2 separate regions of the Danio rerio genome follow, and region 2 is linked to region 1. The links are chromatin contacts, called in public HiCAR-type maps. All regions are on one chromosome and are shown on one strand. The core of a region is the stretch at or near the end of the contact, and the rest is flanking DNA. Distances in the headings are between cores, read along the strand shown. Region 1 holds the start of haus1 (HAUS augmin-like complex, subunit 1). Region 2 holds the start of zgc:122979.

The links. HiCAR-type assays count read pairs that join an accessible place to other places.
Region 2: a contact with region 1 is called in a HiCAR-type map of caudal fin, with 3 times the contacts expected there. The contact joins the promoter of zgc:122979 here to the promoter of haus1 in region 1. A contact is called at or near these places in 2 of 4 datasets of contacts at active chromatin or transcription factors (caudal fin and embryo).

Annotation. Positions count from the first base shown.
Region 1 is chr21:5,948,507-5,951,908 of GRCz12tu, reverse strand. haus1 (HAUS augmin-like complex, subunit 1) reads left to right here and starts at 1,915. Exons shown (of 9, transcript NM_001256249.1): 1 at 1,915-2,020. The coding sequence starts at 1,976.
Region 2 is chr21:6,039,706-6,042,936 of GRCz12tu, reverse strand. zgc:122979 reads right to left here and starts at 1,440. Exons shown (of 4, transcript NM_001037574.2): 1 at 1,252-1,440. The coding sequence starts at 1,347. The region is part of intron 2 of LOC141379962 (a long non-coding RNA gene); the gene reads left to right.

The DNA.
Region 1 (3,402 bases), core at 666-3,165:
GAAGACAAATACGTACCCAAAGTGTCTTTTAAAGTTTTATTCTTTCCAAAGAAGATCACACGAAGGTGACACGATCATACATCAACAACAGTTTTTTCAGAGAGTGAGACGCAGAAACAGAGTGCCTTCTCTCTTAGTTTGTAATACCCACAAGGTCATCAGTGACGTACAGGATGAATCACAGTTACATCAGCGCTCAACTTCATATTTGATCATCTACATTTCAGCCTTACATCCCATCCGAACATGTAGTTTGGTAAATCACCAGAGAGGGATCTGGATGCAGACCTGGTGCAGTGCAATCTGAGCTGCATCCAATGCTTTTTAATGGGCTCACCTAACCCCACCCCTAACCCTACCCGTCACAGTGACGTCACTATAGCTCCATTGAGTGCATTGTGTCTGACATTGCATCGCTGAGTGATGCAGTCTCAGCTTGCATCATAAAGGCTGCATCCAGATACTATTGAATCACCATGTACTTATCCAGATCTTGTCTGGTGATAGACAGATGTTAAAGTGGTCTAGCTTAAACAGTACATCCATGTAAAAATAAAAGAGCAGACCTTTATAACTAGAACAAATGAGTTTATAAAATGAATATAAGATAAATAAAATTAATTTCCACCACAGTAGTAAGACATGACTACTATTTGTAAATCAAAGAACTTACAAACAAAAGAGTAACAGGCGATTTTATCCCAGGGGATTAGCTAAATAAAAAATAGGTCCACTTTATTTAGTGTGAAAGGCTTTGTGTCCTGAATGTACATTTTTCAATTTATTTAAAGGAGGGATTGTGTTATACTCAGAGTGCCGTACATTTAAAACGTTATTCTGTTTTTAAGGCATGATGCTGTAAGTTTCTGTTAACGAAGCAATATGACATACTGTACTTAATATTGCATTTACTGACATTATAGTGATTATAAGGTGCAAGTTTCATTCGTTAATTTTCTTTTCGGCTTAGTTCCTAGTTTATGTGACTAATTGCTTCTTTGCAGAATTTATATTTTTTGTTTTAGAGAAATAGAATTAAAAATGGGCATGTTATTTAGTCATTCATTTTCTTTTCGTCATATTCCCTTTATTATTCCAGGGTCGCCACAGCGGAATGAACCGCCAACTTATCCAGAATATTTTTGTAAATGAGTGTGTATGGGTGGGCGATGCGGTGGCGCAGTAGGTAGTGCTGTCGCCTCATAGCAAGAAGGTCGCTGGTTCGAGCCTCGGCTGGGTCAGTTGGCATTTCTGTGTGGAGTTTGGATGTTCTCCCCATGTTCACGTGTTTTCTCCGAGTGTTTCATAGTACTGGGTTGCGAATATTGAATCGATTAAGAAATTCGTTATAATTTAATAAATGGCCATTTGAGTAAAATAATTGACTAACAAGCAGAATATTTGCTTTAAACTAGCGTTAAAAGAAAAGAGATTTGATTTTGTTTACAATATTTTGGTTATTCCAAATAAAATATTTGTGAGGAGAGAAGTTGTGCTTGTATAACAGTGACCAGCCAAGAAGAAATTGCTTATGAAATTGAGATAATTTAGCTGGTATTTTCTCAACATTATAGTTACAGAATAATAACAATTACTCGAAATTAAGCCCTTTAAATTTAGAAAATATGTAATTTGGAATGAAATTCCAGACTGAGGATGGATTTTTGAGAACATTTTTGCCCCATTTAATTTTGACAGTATTATTAAATGTACAAAAATTTAGCATATAAAGACCCCCATTCTCAAAGCTATTCATAACTACTGATTTTTTAATATAGCGAATAAAGCTTACCTTATTTGTTATTTGTTTTAAACAAGTGACTACGTAGAGTAAACTTTGTTCGCTGATTGGTCGGTTTTCATTCGGCCAGCCAATGAGGAATGCGCTTTGAGAACCCGGAACAAGAAGAACAAATTTACTGGCGGGATCTTCAGTTGTTGCCTTCGGAAGTTTTTATGGTGTAAATTTGCGTACATGCAACACACGTTTACAGGAAACATGTGCGAGAAAAGCAAAATCGTGAGTTGATATCTTTGTGAATAATATAAACTAATGTAATCTATTTAAAATGCACACAAAGAATGCTCAAACGTGTACATTCGTCCCGCTGTTCAATGTAATGTTTATATGGACAAAGTGTATTTGGTATTTGTATTAGACTGGACGTATAAACTAATTCAATATATGTGCGTTTGATTTTGTACGTCTTAATGATCACATCCTTTTATAACTAATGTAAACAAAACATTAGCATGTATTTTGGATATGAAATTATTTGTATTGGAGTACATGAACTTAGCACGCTAAATGAATACTTGGTGCCCTGTTAAATGTTGTTACATATAGTTGTCGTCAAAAGTATGCCAAATTATGCTTCACAGACAAAGGAAAGACATTTGCACAGTATTTCATATATTATTTTTTTCTCAGAGGAAAGTCTTATGAGCAGTTCCAGCGTTATGGATGTGGCATTTGCAGTAAAAACTCAAAACATAAATCCACATAGAAAGTATAAGTTTACTTTGTATTGAAACATCTGCTTATATTTTCTAAAAATTCAAACCACAGAGTTATGAGATCAGAAAAACTATCAATCTGTAGACAGTTCATATATTTTAAATGAGGAAAATAAACATGTTACGGATGTGACTAAAACAGTATAAGAGTTTACAGTAACAAACATACTTTGTAGAAATTTTGTGAACTAAGCTGCACAAGTCAAAACAAACCATGCTAATCAAAATGATGAGAGTTTGCTCTCTATAGAACAAAAATGATTGATTTCATTTTATTTCACAATTTTGCATTTATTAGGGAAAAGCTTGGTTATGGATGTGACAGATTTCCGTTATTGATGGGACAGATATGAAATTGGCACTTGTGTGACCTTGTTAAATTACATATAATAGTTTAAAAACTCTGACAGAGACATTTTTGAGTATTTTAAAGCACTGTAAAATACAAGCCTACACAATACATGTAGAAATAGTTTCTATATTTCGGTGAAAACCTAATTTGTTAATGGCAAGGTTGACATTTGCATGGGATTGCTCTTATTTCTTTTAGTTTGGCTGGAGTAAAAGTTTTTTTTAAGGTCAAAAAAACAATTTTAAGGTCAATATTGTTAATTTTAACATAATAACCTAGTTAAGCCTCTAACTTGCACTTTATTGTTTCAATACTTCATAATAAGTTTTTATTTATTTTATTATTATTTATTTATTTTTATGTGTTATGTTCTTTAGTTCAAACAAAACCCAATAAATATATATTTTGGAAAATAAATTGCACTTTAAGGTGATTACTAGTATCTTACAAAATACCTAGTAAAATATTATGTTCTGTCATCATGAAAAAGACATTAGTTATTAGAGATTAGTTATTAAAACTATTCTTTAGGC
Region 2 (3,231 bases), core at 191-2,690, 92 kb before region 1:
CCCCCTCCAAAAAATAATAAAGTTTGTTTTAACTGGCAAGGATGCGAGTAGCATAGAAAATAAAGGGGGTTTCCCATAATAGTAAGAGTTGGTGAGGATCTCAATGACCAAATTTTTCATTTAGACATCAATTTTGAATCCTACTCTTTATTCATGGGCAGATTTTTTAATAATTACTTTATGATTGCTGTAAAATCACTATACAAAACGTTTAAAATATTAATTCTTTAACCATATCGTATCAAATATTCTCTACTTCACAAAAGTTGAAAGCGTATATCTTATAATATGGCATTGTGTAATATATAATATACATTAGAAATTATTTGGATGTATTTTATATAGATGAAGTTTGATAAAAAAGTCTACAAATTCCCCACTATATATGAACTGAGTGTTTTTATAAAGTGGAGAGTACAGTATAGGGGTATAAAGATAATATCCCTTATATTCTCCAATATATAAATCAATTTATGTATATACGTAAAAGTTTCCCTCTATATTCTTCATTATATAATATACTCACAATATTTGCATTGTAGACTATATATATATATATATATATATATATATATATATATATATATATATATATATATATATATATATATATATATATATATTTATACATATATATACATACATACATACATACATACATACATATATATATATATATATATATATATATATATATATATATATATATATATATATATATATATATATATATATATATATATATATATTTATACATATATATACATACATACATACATATATATATATATATATATATATATATATATATATATATATATATATATATATATATATATATATATATATATATATATATATACACAAAGACACATAAACATTTACAATGTACACATGAAGAGTTTAGATGCATCTTAAATTTTCTTCTAAAATGAGCATATTTTGTCAGGCTCCAGTGTGTAGGTTCAGTAAATTCACTTTATGGCAAAGAATACCCTCTTTTAATTCCATTTAAAATCAAGTAATTGAACATAAACATTTGAGGTTGAGAAAAATGTCCAATTTAATGCATCTGAATGCTTCATAAGTAAAGATATTTGTGCATATATGTGTGCATAAATATATGCATTGCATATACCTCTATATATTTCATGCACAAATATTATATTCCACACTAAATAATGTAGCAGGGAATATACATGCATCAATAAAATGTAGCATGTGATTTCAATGTCATGTGCAGCATCTCACCTCTGAGCTCCATGATCCCTCCTCTCCGTGGATCACTCGCACTTTGCACTTGACGTTCTTGTGTTTGACGCCGAACTGAGTCCAGATGAGAACCATGGTGCTGATGCTGCTTCTGTTGCCGGTATATGTGTGTATAAGAGAGAGCCGGTGATGCTTGAGCTGCTGTCTGCTGCATCTCCCGCCGCTCTGCTCGAGCTTTTATACCCGCGCTCTACACACAGCGCCCACGCTGCGTGACCGAGCTTCCCCGGCCACTCCCACTTTTCGCGGACACGTAGAGGGAATACCGCGTGCCCGCCAATCCACGCTCGCCGCCGTTGCGGGCTGAGATGAGCATCACGCGGATGTGGCAGCCTACCTCTCCATGTGGAGGAGCGTTTCCGGAATTCACAATGAGTCTCATCCCTCCCTCCCTTCCTCTTCATCCATCCTCCTATCCTAAATTGGTCTTCTGTTACAGCTTGTTCTCTTGGCTCGTCTCTTGGCTTTTTTGGATTGAAAGTTGTGAATGATGATGGCAAATGGTAGTAAACGAACACAGGAAAAAAAGCACGCACATACATATGATAGTAAATAAAGCCGTTTTAACAGAGTCGTGCACACCCAATTATTAACTAAATTCGGCCATCTCTGCACAGGTAAGCAGAACATATAATATATATGAGTGAAATGCAATATATTATCTTGGATTTATGCTTTTCGCATGTGAAACCACTATCTAAATTGCTTTATTTATATTATTATTAGTTAAATGATAGTAAATTGGCCATTTATATAACCTATATAGTTTATATATCTGTATAATATATAGAGTTTTATTGTCTCTATATTCTTATCTTTTAAAGTTATATCTAATTCGCTTGAGTTATATTATTATTGGTCAAATGATGGTAGGTTGGTCATTTATATAACATTTTTTTTCTTTCAATCAGAGTTTAATAGTTTCTATATTCTTCTTTTTTTCTTTTTTAAAGTTATATATATATATATATATGTATATATATATATATATATATATATATATATATATATATATGTATGTATATATATATATATATATGTATGTATATATATATATATATATATATATATATATATATGTATGTGTATATATATATATGTATATATATATTTATATGTATGTATATATATATATATGTATGTGTATATATATATATATGTATGTATATATATATATATATGTATATGCATATGTGTATATGCATATGTATATATATATGTATATATGTATGTATATATATATATATATATATATATATATATATATATATATATATATATATATATATATATATATATATATATATATATTAGGCTATATCTTGCACAGATTAATGTCTAAATTGTGTTAAGTTCCACAATATATTCATTTATTTCTATCTAAAGTCTGTGATCTCTACATTTTCTGCTTACCTGCAATGTCTATGAGTAAAATGCAATATATTATTTTGGATTTGTTCTTTTAGTGTGGAAAACCACTATCTAAATTGCTTGAGTTATATTATTATTGGTCAAATGATAGTAAGTTGGTCATTTATATAACTTTTTGTCTTTCAATCAGAGTTTGATTGTTTCTATATTCTTCTCTTTTAAAGTTATATATGTATATTAGGCTATATCGTGCACAGATTAATGTCTAAATTCTGTTGAATTCCACAATATATTAATTTATTTCTATCTAAATTCTGCCACCTCTATATTTTCAGCTTACCTGTGCAATGTCTATGAGTAAAATGCAATATAATATTTTGGATTTATGCTTTTAGCATGTTAAACCACTATCTAAATCGCTTGATTTATATTATTATTGGTTAAATAATAGCAAATTGGACATTCATATAACATTTTTTTTCTTTCAATCAGTGTTTAATTGTTTCTATATTATTCTCTTTTCAAGTTATATGTATATTAGGCTATATTTTGCTCAGATTAATGTCTAAATTGTGTTGTATTCCACAA